3 separate regions of the Mus musculus genome follow, and all the other regions are linked to region 2. Evidence: chromatin contacts called from public Hi-C and promoter capture Hi-C data. All regions are on one chromosome and are shown on one strand. The core of a region is the stretch at or near the end of the contact, and the rest is flanking DNA. Distances in the headings are between cores, read along the strand shown.

Region 1 (3,850 bases), core at 311-2,810, 3.5 Mb after region 2:
GTGCTTGTGGAGGCCTGAGACTGATGGAAGGAATCACACTTGTTTGTTCTTCCATCTGATTTAATGAGACAGGTTCTCTCAATAAAACAGAGTCACCTTTCAAGGACAGATCCCGGTGGATCACAACACCCACCCGGTATTTATGTAGATTCTGGGGAATTTGAACTCTGGCTGTCACGTTTGCTCAGCCAGTGCTTTAACCAGGATGGTATCTCTCTGGTTCCCTTTGATGGTTTTTAATTTATACAGGATGTCAATATTTAATCCTTTCCCTTCCCTTTACCCAAGTCTCAAACCCTTCCCAGTGTCCACAAACTCCCTTTTCTACATCCTTTTGATCCTATTTTGGGCTTTGCTTTTGAATGACCATTTGCAAAGGTGCCCTGTCCACCTGACTATGTATAAAATTCCAAGACTATAATATAAACTAACACGGTCAACTAGTCCCGCAGTATTATATATTCCGTTTTCATTCTCATCTGATCTTTGCTTTGCATGCTCCCAGCTCCAGGTGTTCTCCGGGTCTTGACCATTCTGCCTTGCCTTGGGATAGCTAATTCTTTAGGGTGAAATTTTTATTTCTTTCTTCTTTATGGATACTTTTAATTTGAACCAGTTTTAGAATCACAGAAAAGTCACAAAAACAACACACAAAGCTGTAAACTCCTTACCCATGCCCCCCTGTCATCCATCATATTATGTAATCACAGAATGATCACAATCAGGTAACACTGATAGAATCAACTACAGATTTTATCGGAAACTGCTAATTCTCTTAGTGTTTCTCACTCTTGTTTCAGCCAGCATTTCTCCCTGAAGCCATCTCTCAGCTCTTTCATCCTCTATGAACAGGGATCATGCTAAGTGCTGCTTCTAGACGCTTTTCCTTTCGCAGCCCTAAGACTGAGACAGGTTCTAACGGATCAGGAATCCAGGCTGTCATGTAGGAACTTATTCCACGTTCTACGAGGTCACGGAAGCTTCGGGAGAGCTAGGAAGAGGCGGTCTTCACGGGTAGGAAGGTAGAATCCAACCGGCGTGCATAAGTCTGGTGGAAACAAACTAGCTTGGTAGCAAACAGCCTGGTCTAGGAGAGCTTTCTACAGCCCTGCCCACAGACTGGCCCTTGGCCTATCCTTTAGGAAAAGCCCTGCCCACTTGACGCTATAAGCACCGCCCAGGGCCTGTGTTCCCGCCCCCTCGTCCTCGCCCTCTATCTCTCCCAGTGCCTTCCAAAGCCTACTCTTTCCTAGCCTCAGAAGCTTGTCCCTCCCTTAGAGCAGCCTTCTGCCCTCCGGTTCGAATTTCTCTCCTCTGTCCCCGCCTCTTCTCAGTCGTCCCCTATAAAACGCCAGAATCCTCAGAAGGGCGGAGTCTGCGGGTCGAGGGGGCGGGGCCTGAGAGTGTGGAGCCGCTCCTTTCTTGGAATGCGGACGGAGACCCCGCCCCTGCGCTCGGCCGTTGCCAGGAAACGGGCGTCGACGCTCTGGCTGGGGCCTGGCCGGACCAATGAGCTGGCACGCCGCTGCCCAGCCGTGCGTCACTGGGCGGTTGCGTGAGGTGCGCGGGGGCGCGGGCTGCGTGTGGCGCGGGGCGGGGCGCGGCTGGTTCGCCTGAGGAGCGATGGCGGCGGCCTGAACTCACCTAGCCCGGCCGCCGACAGGCCCGGGCAGGGCGGCGTGGTGCAAGTGAAAGAGACGCGTGGGCCGCGGCGCGCGCAGAGGCGCAAGGTGCCGAGGGGATTCGGGATGACGGCACCGGGTTTGGAATTGAAGGGACAGGGTGAAGGGTTGGCAGGTGGTGAGGGGCTGCGAACATCTGAGGTAGGGGGGCAGGGGACAGCCTAGGTGCTGTGCACCAGGAAGAAGCCCGCTGGAGGGGATCCTGGGCCCAGCTCCGAAGGGCCCAGTTGAAGGAACTCATAACCACCGTTTGCAAAGGGTGTGGGTTCGCTGAGCTTGGAAAGGTGAGGGACGTCCTGGGACAAGAGTTGAGGGGGTAAGGCCTGTGCGGGGATGGGGAGCGTTAAAGGCCAAGGCGGGAACCAGCGGGGGATGGCTGTGCCTTGGTGTAGCAGTTGAAAGCAGGGCAGAGGAGGAAAGGGGCTTGAGGGTTATGAGACTTGCATGAGAGCTGAGGTTGGTTGTGGGGCCTCCTTGGATGCCCTGTCCAGGGAGAGCAATAGTTTACGATCAAGTAAAGTACAGGCGCAAGTGTTGTGCACTTGGCCGCCCTGTGCCCATAGATATGTTAGAGAGTGAGAGAGGAGGAAAAAAAAAAAAACCCCAGAACCACAATAACAAACCCCAAACACCACACACAAAACAGCATCATAAGCAACAGTAACTGTGATAAGGAAAATGTTTGAGGTTTAGTCATCTACAGAGTAATAATGGAACCACAGTTTCCTCAGGTTCTGCTTTTGTAAGGCAGACTTTAAAATGAGGCCATCAGGAAGTTTGTTTTTGTGTTTTGAGAGGTGGAGAGAGAGAACTACCCATATTTTCTCTCTGCCTGCTTCTGGGCACCCTTACTACATTCCTCCTTCCCTGTTGCTGTCATCTGTATTGGACGAGCAGTTGCTTTCATGGAAGTCACATGGCTTGTTATATGCAGCACTGTGTTTAGGTTTGCTCTTCTTAGGAGTTTGAAAAGCAGGAACAAAAAACCCATGACTTTGTGGAAGCAAATTTTTGTACAGTAAATGCTTATACTTTAAGTGTACATGTTTTGACATATGTGCATATTTGTGAAATCAAGATGCCAAACACTTAGACCACCTGAAAAGTTTTCTCTATTTTACAGCTCATATTTCCCTCTGTATCCTATAATTAAGTTCATTTTATTTGTATTTTATAAGTCCATCTCCTTATCCACACAGACATGAATTTGGGGAAGTTAGTCTCACTAGTGATATGATCCATTCTCTGGATCTTCTCTCTGATCTGACAGTCGGCTATGTAGTTGAGGTGTCTTGAACCTCCTTTAACCATAACAGTATTTAGGTCTTTCTATGAAGACTATCCCTAGAGAATTTGAGGCAGCCTCAGTTTATATTCTGTTAAAGAATCTCAGCTTCAGAGCTAGTTATTTTATCTTGTGGTATATTTTCTTCTCTCTGGAGACCAAAGAGGCCTTCTTCATAATGATATGTCTGGCCAGATAATCAGAACTTTTGAGGACCGACAAGCATAACAGGTTGTAGTAGTGGTTCCCAAACACTGACCTGTGGATCCAGTCCATGGTAGCGTTCATCTGTATAAGACAGGATGAAAGAACTAAAAATAAAGTTATATCCTGGGGGAGTGGCTCAGTGGGAGAGTGCCCTTCCATATTCAAAACTATAAGTTTGATCCCAACACTGCCAAAAGAGGGGCAGGGGTAACTTATTCTAATATTATTGTTCTTTTTTGGTGTTAAGGTGCTCTTTGCTCTTTCACTGGAGAAATAATTAGTGGTAAAGTACATGGTAGGTTTAAAGAAAATGATGAAAATAAAAAGTTGATCACCTTTTTAAAAAATAAATATTTTACTGGTTTATGAAATCCTGACATTCAGAATGATAGTGGTGTGTGTGTTGTTTTAGGTTGAAGAACCATGTACTTATATAGTAATTTTATGTAACTTTAGATATCTGAGTAGCATGCATGCTTACATATTATATTAATTCATTATAAAATCAAAGTGACATGCTTTACATAGCATCCTTAAAATTTGCTGAAATTATGTTGATACCTTGTGAAGTAGGCAAAGGAAGGAATTTTAGAGATGAGTCAGATTCAGAAGCTAGCAGTTTCACAGGGTAGAGGGACAAAACAAGTCAGTTTGGCATCTTCATAGTGCTAGTGAC
Region 2 (4,044 bases), core at 913-3,412:
GGTATACCTTCTGTCATCTGAACACTCACCAACTTTGACCACTGTGACTGCTTCCCCCATTTCAGAGCCTTTTCTCCTAGGGCCTCCAAGATACCAGTCTCTTCTAGCTTTTCCCCTTCTCTTCCTAATCTGTTAGCTCCTCTGACACCTCAGGGTTTCAGCATTGTTAGTGTTCCCAGTTTTTGTTCTATGCTTCTTTTCTAGGTCAAGTACTGGCCCAGAAACACTTCAGTTCATGTTTATGTGCCCAATCTCTTTTGCATTATTTATGGCTCTTTTCCTGCTACAAGGGCAGAGTTGAGTAGCTGTGACAGACTGCACACAAAGCTGAAAATATTCCCTGACTTTTTTTAAAAACACAGCTACCAATCCCTGTGGTAGGTGAGTACATCTACCTCTTTATTTCAGTTACTTATCTTCTGGGGGCTAGGGCATACTTGCCCACACCTCTTTACATTTGCATCTTCACACGTACTGTTAAAATTTGCCTTTCTTTTATACTGATTAATTATGGATGTGCAACTGCTTGCCCATGGAAGTCAGAGGACCGTCTGCAGGTTTTCTCCTTCCATCATGTGGGCTCTGGGAAGTGAAGCACGGGCAGGCAGTGAAGCGCCCTGGCAGCCCTGCTTACTCAATTTTCTACTTGACCAACCCACTGGTACACTCAGGGGCACCTCACAAGGAATACCAAGCCCAAGCCACACTCTGTCCTTTCTTCTTGTATGCACAACGGCAGCTCTAGAACTCACCCAAACCCCTCTCATGCTGCAGTTCTGTCACGCCTTGACCTGCGAGCTCTATTTCCTTGCGTCCACTCTCTGCCTCTCTCTGCCTCCCCTTTGCAGGTGCTCTGCTTCAGCCCTCAATCTGCTGTCCAGGCCCAACTCAGGTCTACTACTTTCCACAAAGCAGGCATGTTCTCTAGTTTCCCCTGCCTCGGCTCTGGAATGAGTGCTGGTCATGGGCCTCTGCAGAGACCAGCCTGGAGGAGTCTTCTCAGCTCCCTGTGAGTCCTGCCCCACAGGCAGGTGACCAAACCACTGAGGGCTTCACTTCCTGCCACCCTCCCGTAAGCCTGGGATGCCAACCTCTTCAGATAGTTGGCTTCTCTTCATCTTGAAGGTTAGCGACGGACACATAATACAACAACAGTCTGTGTCCAAATGAAAAATCAGAGGAGTGAGGTGGGGGTTGGGGGTGGGGGTAGAACTTGGAGCTGAGCATATCTAGGGTTTATGAACCAGTATGTAGGAAAACCTTGGGACACGTGCCTGTCTGAAAAGTTTAGGAAAGCTAGATATTATATATCCAGAATATGTTACAAATATACCTGGTTTATTTGAGTTGGAGGAAGCTTCTGACACATCCTCTTCCCTAACATGGGTGGTGGGCACTTTCTGTTTGTGCTGGGGTGGTGGTAGGTCACTGCATAAGAGAGGGCATGTGGGTACTCTGTTTAACGGGTCAAGGGCTTTGAACTTGCTGTCATTTGAGCTTTCATTTTTGGCAGCATGCCCTCTCAGTACCACGTTGTTGGGAGTATAAAATAACATGTAGATCAAGTATCACAAACTACGCAATAGCTTATACCTACTCCTTGCACATTTCTGTGGCTTAACGGCAATTCGGCTGAATTCAGATCACTCGGGAAGGCAAGCCACAGTAGGAAGGTGCAAAAAGAGAAACAGGCTAAGAGTTCAGGGGCGATGGAACGAGAGGAATAGTAAGATGCACAGGAAGAAAACATTAATTTCCCCAGAACTCACCCAACAGGGTTCCAATAACTCGGGCAGCTCCCTCGTTGCGGCGTTCGTAGCTGTCCACGATCGAGGCCAAAATGACGGGGTGTAGCCTGACCACGCGGCCGCCCGGGAAAGGCCCCGGGAGGGCGGGCCCGGGCTGCGAAGGCGCCGGCGTCTGCGCTGGGGCTGGCGCGGAGGCTGGGGTCTGGCCCGGGGCTGCAGGCGCAGCTACAGCAGGATCAGACGAGACGGGCGCCGGGGACGCAGCGGGAGTCGCAGCCGGTGTCGGAGCTGGCGTGGATGGGGTCGGGGCTGAAGCCGGGGCTGCGGTGACGACCGGCGCCGGGGCTGCGGCTGCAGTGGCAGGAGGGACATTAGCCGGTACGGCCGGAGAAGCCATCTTGCCGAGAAAGAGAGAGAGCCTAGAACAGAAGAGCGTGAGTTGGAGGAATTAGAAATTTGATTGGCTAAATTTATACCACGTGAATCATATCTTGATGACTATTGGACATGAAATTTCCGGCTAGTTGTAAGTTTTAGTGCGCGGTGTGCGCTTTAATTTCTGTCCGATGCGCACTCAGTGTGTAGGAGTCCAGAGTAGTTCCTAGTAACTTTAGGACTTCCTGGGGTGGGAATGGGGAGGAAGCAACTAGCAATCTACACAGTTGCCACCAGGTGGCGGCACAGAGTAGTGTAAAGGTCGCAATTGTTTAAGACTTAAATGGATATTAAATATCAGTCTTACAGGGGATTCACTGTTACATCCATTTAACTTATTAATCAATGAATTAAAATTTGGACTCAGGATCTACTTTGCATTCCACGCCTAGCCATATAGGTTAGGTTGGCCTGGAACTTACCTCAACTTTCCTGCCTCTGCTTCCCGAATGCTAGGACTATAGGCAGGAATCATCATGCCTGACCAATAGTGCTTTATTTGTGATGGCTTCATAAGGCATCATTAGGGAGGCATATTCATTCAACAATTTAAATGCTTAATATGCACCAGACTCTCTCTTATATGCTAGGGTATATAAGTGAACTAAATAGCAAAGGGTTGCATTCTCTTTGGGGGAGAGAAAAGGACTAAATCCTACATTAGGTTAGAAAGTGCTTCGATACACAGTAAATTATTATTACTATTTGACTGTGCTATGAGAAAGAAATGATCAGTGGAGGTTATGAGAGCATGAAAGATTATGAAGGGTTAGAGTAGGATACAATGAGGGTATCAAGTTGGAGTGGAAACTTGAAGAATTCAGGCAGCCAACTATTATTTGGGGTTTTGTAGGGAGAGCTCTTCTGGTGGAGTGAACAGTTCATGTAGAGGGCTTAAGGTGAATGAGAGCAAGACTAGTACATTTAAAGAAAGAATTTGGTGGTTAAATGGCATTATCAAAAGAAAGGATAGATCTCTAAGCAGGGCCAGGAGCTAATTATGAAGACTCCTATGCTGGTACTGGAGAGATGGCTCAGCGGTTAGGAACACAACTAGAGTTGTGAGTAGCTGTAAGCCACCAACCAACCCCTTCCCCTTGCTAGAACCTCAACGCAGATTCTCTGCAATAACCTCTTCCAAAGGTCCTAAGTTCAATTCCCAGCAACTACACAGTGGCTTACAATCATTTGTAATAGGATCTGATGCCTCCTTCTGGTGTGTCTGAAGATAGGGACAGTGTGTGTGTGTGTGTAATAGATAAATAAATATTTTCATTTTTTATTTTTATTTTTTGGTTTTTTGAGACAGGGTTTCTCTGTATAGCCCTGGCTGTCCTGGAACTCACTTTGTAGACCAGGCTGGCCTCGAACTCAGAAATCCGCCTGCCTCTGCCTCCCGAGTGCTGGGATTAAAGGCGTGCGCCACCATGCCCGGCAGATAAATCTTTTTAAAAAGACTCCTATGCTATAAAAAAATTTGGGCAGTAGAAAGATAGTTCAGTGAGAGAGAAACACACACACACACACACACACACACACACACACACACACACACAGAGACACAGAGAGAGAGAGAGACAGAGAGACACACAGAGATTCTCTGTTGTTGCAGAAAATCTGCATTGAGGTTCCAGCAAGGGGAAGGGTTGGTTGGTGGCTCACAGCTACACACAACTCTAGTTCCAGAGAAACCTATGTCCTCTTCTGGCCTCCACAGGCATTGCACTCACATGTACATACATACCCAGTCACAGACACATGCATACACAATTAAGAAAATAAAATCTTCAAAATACGTTTGTTTTTATAAAGGAAATGAGTGTTTTATGATCTTCAGGCAGCAAGCTGGAGGTATTGGTTT
Region 3 (4,052 bases), core at 166-2,665, 3.3 Mb after region 2:
AAACCTCTTAGAGGTCTGGCAGCACGGGAGAAGCGAAGTGTAGAGAACATACTTCCTGGACTATTGGGTAGCCTAGTGACCCTTGCTTGTCACTCTAAGCATGAACCCTGCCTGAGCTCCTTCACATCCAGTGAGTAGCTACCGCAGAGATAAAGGCATTCTCACCGCACCTGCTGCAACCTGCACTGCTCTTGTTGAAGTCAAACCTTAATTGTATAAGAAATCACAAGAAAACTCCCAGCAGCACTTTAGACAGGGCTTGAGTGCGGTCAACTACAGGTCCAAAGACAACTGCAGACTTCTTCAGCATTCTGTCCCCTCTAGAGGGTGGAGAAAGGGGACCAACCCAGTCAGCAGGTTCCCACAGCACAGGGTGCACACCACTCTGACTTGACTCTTTGTCAGTGATAACTGCAATCCCCAGCCAGGCTTCTGGGGCTTTAATTAGCCTTTATGTAGTCAGCTGTCTGCCTTGATTATTAGAGGTGCTGGTTCTCTTATTAGCCCCCTACTTTATGGGCCACTGAGGATTTTTGTTGTAAGGGCATTGAATCTTCAAATGGTTGGAGACAGAACCTGAAAGCAGAGCCCAAACATGGCTCCACCATTTTCTAGCTGATTAGGATTAATGCCTGGGGAACATAAGCTCGCTCCGCTCCTTCCGTTGTAAAGCTGCTAATAAAAGCAGCTACCGATTACGGTTATGCGTATTAAATGAGATAATGTATGTAAAGTGATTAGCTCTGTCTGGCACGTAATAAACACTCAGTCCCTGTTAATGTACAGTTTTTATTGTATTGTACCTAGGCTGTTTTTCCATAATGCAATGATTCTGAGAATTGCTCTGGGTCTTTGGTGTAAGGAAGGAGTCGCGCTGGATGGTCTAAACCAAATTTCCTCAGGCGGCACCTGAGGAACCTAAAACCGAAAAGAAGTCTCCCACTTGGCCTGCAAACCCCTTCTCCTAGAGTTCTGGGTTGAGGTACAGGTGGTCCCCCTCCCTCTTGCTCAGTGGAAACCAAACTAGCAGATTTCACAGGAGCCTCCGGGAAAGCCCAGGAAGGAGCGACCAGAAGCAGCAGGAACGGACTCTCGGAGTACTAAAGCTGGTTCTAGCTGCTTTTACTTGAAGGCATCAAGTGCCACTATCAGACCTCAGCTACTCACCCTCGCCCTTAGGCCTCGTGAGCCAGAGGCAGCAGGCGAGGATCCCGGATCTAGGATCTAGGATCCGGGATCCGCTTGCCAGCTCCAAACCGCACCGCAGAGGGAGAGCCAAGAGCCGCAAGGGCGGAGGGGCTGGCGGGCGTGGTCTGAGAGGTGGGGGCGTGGTTGGGGCGGGCCTTCGGCTCCGGAGTCGCCCCCTCCCCCGACCGGTCCGCAGCCCCGCCCCGGCCCCTCCCTCCGGCCTGTGCGACGGGTCCAGCGGCAGCGGCGCCGGCGCGGGGACAGACGGAGGCGCGGGACGTGGGGCGGCGCCGCGGGCAGGGCCGGGCGGACGGGCGCTGGCAGCGGGGGCAGCGCTGCGGGCCGCTCCGAGTGGCTGCAGTCCGGGCCTTGCCCTCCCATCCTGCTCCCACGCCGTGAGTGCGCCGCGCGGGCCCCAAGGGTGCGTCTGGTCCACCTGTGTATCGGGGTGCGGGTCCTGGTGCTAGCGGCGGTGTGTGGGTCCGAGCGTCTTTGGGTGGGGGCGCGGATGCTTTTCAAAAGCTGTTCCTGTCTCTGTCCACGTGAGGCGTGTCCGTGTCTGTGAGAGCAGCGGGGGATTCTTTGGGCTGTGGCTGCTCACGTGAGGTCCGTGTTTGCGGGCTGTGTGGTGGGGGGAGGCGCGGGTGGATGGGTGATGGTTCATTTTAGGAGCGCGGGTTTTGGGAGTCTCTGTGTTGGCGGAGGGTACCGAAAGCTGCGGCCGATGGTGTTGGGGGTGGGTGGGTGGGGTTGCTGATTGGCACTCTGGAATCTTGTGGCCCCGCTCGTCCAAAGGGTTCCTTTCTCCTGAGTGCAGACTCCTCCACCCCTGCTCCCTTCTCCGTCCTCCTTAGGCACCAAGAAGCCCACCAGCCAGGATGGAGGACATCCTTCCTCCACTGCGGGCACTGCTTGCTGGACAGGAAGCTTCCTGCAGAGGCTGTGTCTTGTAGGAAAGGACCCCTCTAGTTCTCCCTTAGCCTGGGCCCTGACTGGAGGACTCCTGTCCCCTCCCTGGTTTCCACCTCCTTCCCCCTGCACTTGGTTTCAGAACCTGGGCCACAAATCTGCAGGGACAGATGGTTGCAGGTTGGAAGGGCAGGCTGCACCCCAGGGAGGTCATTCTGACTTCAAAAAAAAAAAAAAAAAAAAAAAAAAAGGCAGGCCCTGTGCATGTTCCTGGTGTGGGAGTCCTATGCGGACCGCTAAAACCCAGGACTTGCTCCAGAGGGAAGATCTGAGATTCCAGGGTGGATGCAGTGATTATCCAGGTCTCCAGACATACTGTGCAGCGTATCAGTGCCTATCTCCTAGGCAGGGGTCTGGTTTGCTGCAGAATGGGAATGTGAGCGGCAGGCCTGACAGGTGCCCTGCCTCTCTCGGCTTGGATGCCTCCAGTGATATTACCTCTTAACTGCTTAGACTGTGGGAAGCTACCTTGTGTTATAGAGGTCTCTCTCCTTGGAATTTTGTTCCTTTGTCTTGTCTCTGCTTTTGATTTTGCTTCTCTTTGCTGAGAGGAACCTGCAGAGTTTAAACATAACTCTTCTGTCACCAGCATCTATTGAGTACTTTCTATATGGTAGTTACCAGCTCAACTGCTTAGGGGACAGTGGCATTTCTGCTCATGGAACTTGAGAAAAAAAAGAACCATAGGTGGGATAGTATCGCCTTTGTTCAGAAGATATGTGATTGCTATAGAGGAGAGTCCTGAGAGTGAATGCCAAGGTGACAATCTCAGAAAACATTTATTTTGGAAAGCAAGAGGAGGGGTCGCCTGTGAGCACTCTCTAACATGCCTAACCATGTGATGGAAGTTAGCAGTCAAATCATCAAAGTAGTTTGTATTAGGATCTAGTCATGGCACATTGCAGTCTGAAGGAGCCTTGATTTTTGAAAACAAGACCATCCTCTTCCTCCCATTTTACAAATATGGGTATGGGGTAAAAAGTTGCTTAGATATTATCTTGTGTGGTAGAGTTAGTGACAGGACTAGATCCTAAATTTCATGGCTTAAAGAAATACGTTTTGAATTAAAATGGAATTACATCACTTTGCCTCCCCCCTTCCCTCCCTCCAGCCTCTCCCAGTTATGCTCCTACTAACCCTTCCCATGCTCACCTTTAAGTTGATGGCCTCGTTTTCTTTGATTATTATTGTCAATATGTGTGTGTGTGAATGCATGCACAAGTGTAGAGTCATGGAGACCCCAGCCCTAATGGATACATCTCTTGACTTTTTAAACTTGAGCAAATTGTTTGCATCAAGGTTACATCAACCTTGTATGCGGAGGTGAGAGAAAAGTCCAAGTTGAGATGACTTGGGTTCTGGCTGATGAGGCCCGGGGATGGCTGCATCTTTTATAGAGAGGAGAGGCAGAGCAGGAGGAGAAGGTCAGGAGGAAGGGAGTTTAGTTTGGAACTATTCCTGTTCATCATCCAGGCTAAGATGTCTTGAAGGGCAATTAGATGTATATGTCTTGAGTTCAAAGGAGCCTTTCAGCATAAGGCTTTGGAGCTTGTTAGAATGGAGTAAGAATTAAGACTGTGGCAAATAATGAGATTACCCAGGCAGAGTATGTAAACAGAGAAGAGACCCTGAAACAAAACCCTATGAACTAAACATGTAAGAAATGGGCAGTGTGGGGGCGGGGGCACGAGTGAGGGACTTAGATCGTGAAACCATGGAACTCAGTCTGTTTGCAAATGTTTCATATTTCTGTTCTTTCATGAAGTTTTCCCAAGGTACCTATCAAACTCAGGATCCAGTTCAAACATCTCTTCCTTGTTTTCATTCTCCACCAAGTTAGAATCATCCTGCTATAGCATTTTGAACATGTCAGTCTCATGGTCCTTATCACCTTG

What was found. Promoter capture Hi-C pulls out the DNA fragments that hold promoters and counts their contacts. A called contact is a pair of places that touch in the nucleus more often than the background predicts.
Region 1: a promoter capture Hi-C map of pre-B cells shows a contact between it and region 2. The contact joins the promoter of Fam160a2 here to the promoter of Eif3f in region 2. A contact is called at or near these places in 2 of 39 promoter capture datasets (cranial neural crest and pre-B cells), 1 of 484 Hi-C or Micro-C datasets (pre-B cells) and 1 of 9 other capture datasets (liver).
Region 3: a contact with region 2 is called in a Hi-C map of CD8 T cells, with 8 times the contacts expected there. The contact joins the promoter of Trim3 here to the promoter of Eif3f in region 2. A contact is called at or near these places in 3 of 39 promoter capture datasets (cranial neural crest, frontonasal cranial neural crest and pre-B cells) and 4 of 484 Hi-C or Micro-C datasets (CD4 T cells and CD8 T cells).

Annotation. Positions count from the first base shown.
Region 1 is chr7:105,397,764-105,401,613 of GRCm38.p6, reverse strand. It overlaps Fam160a2 (family with sequence similarity 160, member A2), which reads left to right and starts at 1,560. Exons shown (of 12, transcript NM_199009.3): 1 at 1,560-1,730. It also overlaps a transcript of Cnga4 not described here.
Region 2 is chr7:108,932,533-108,936,576 of GRCm38.p6, reverse strand. It overlaps Eif3f (eukaryotic translation initiation factor 3, subunit F), which reads right to left and starts at 2,162. Exons shown (of 8, transcript NM_025344.2): 1 at 1,770-2,162. The coding sequence starts at 2,145.
Region 3 is chr7:105,630,934-105,634,985 of GRCm38.p6, reverse strand. It overlaps Trim3 (tripartite motif-containing 3), which reads left to right and starts at 1,415. Exons shown (of 12, transcript NM_001285870.1): 1 at 1,415-1,609. It overlaps Arfip2 (ADP-ribosylation factor interacting protein 2), which reads left to right. Exons shown (of 8, transcript NM_029802.4): 8 at 1-785.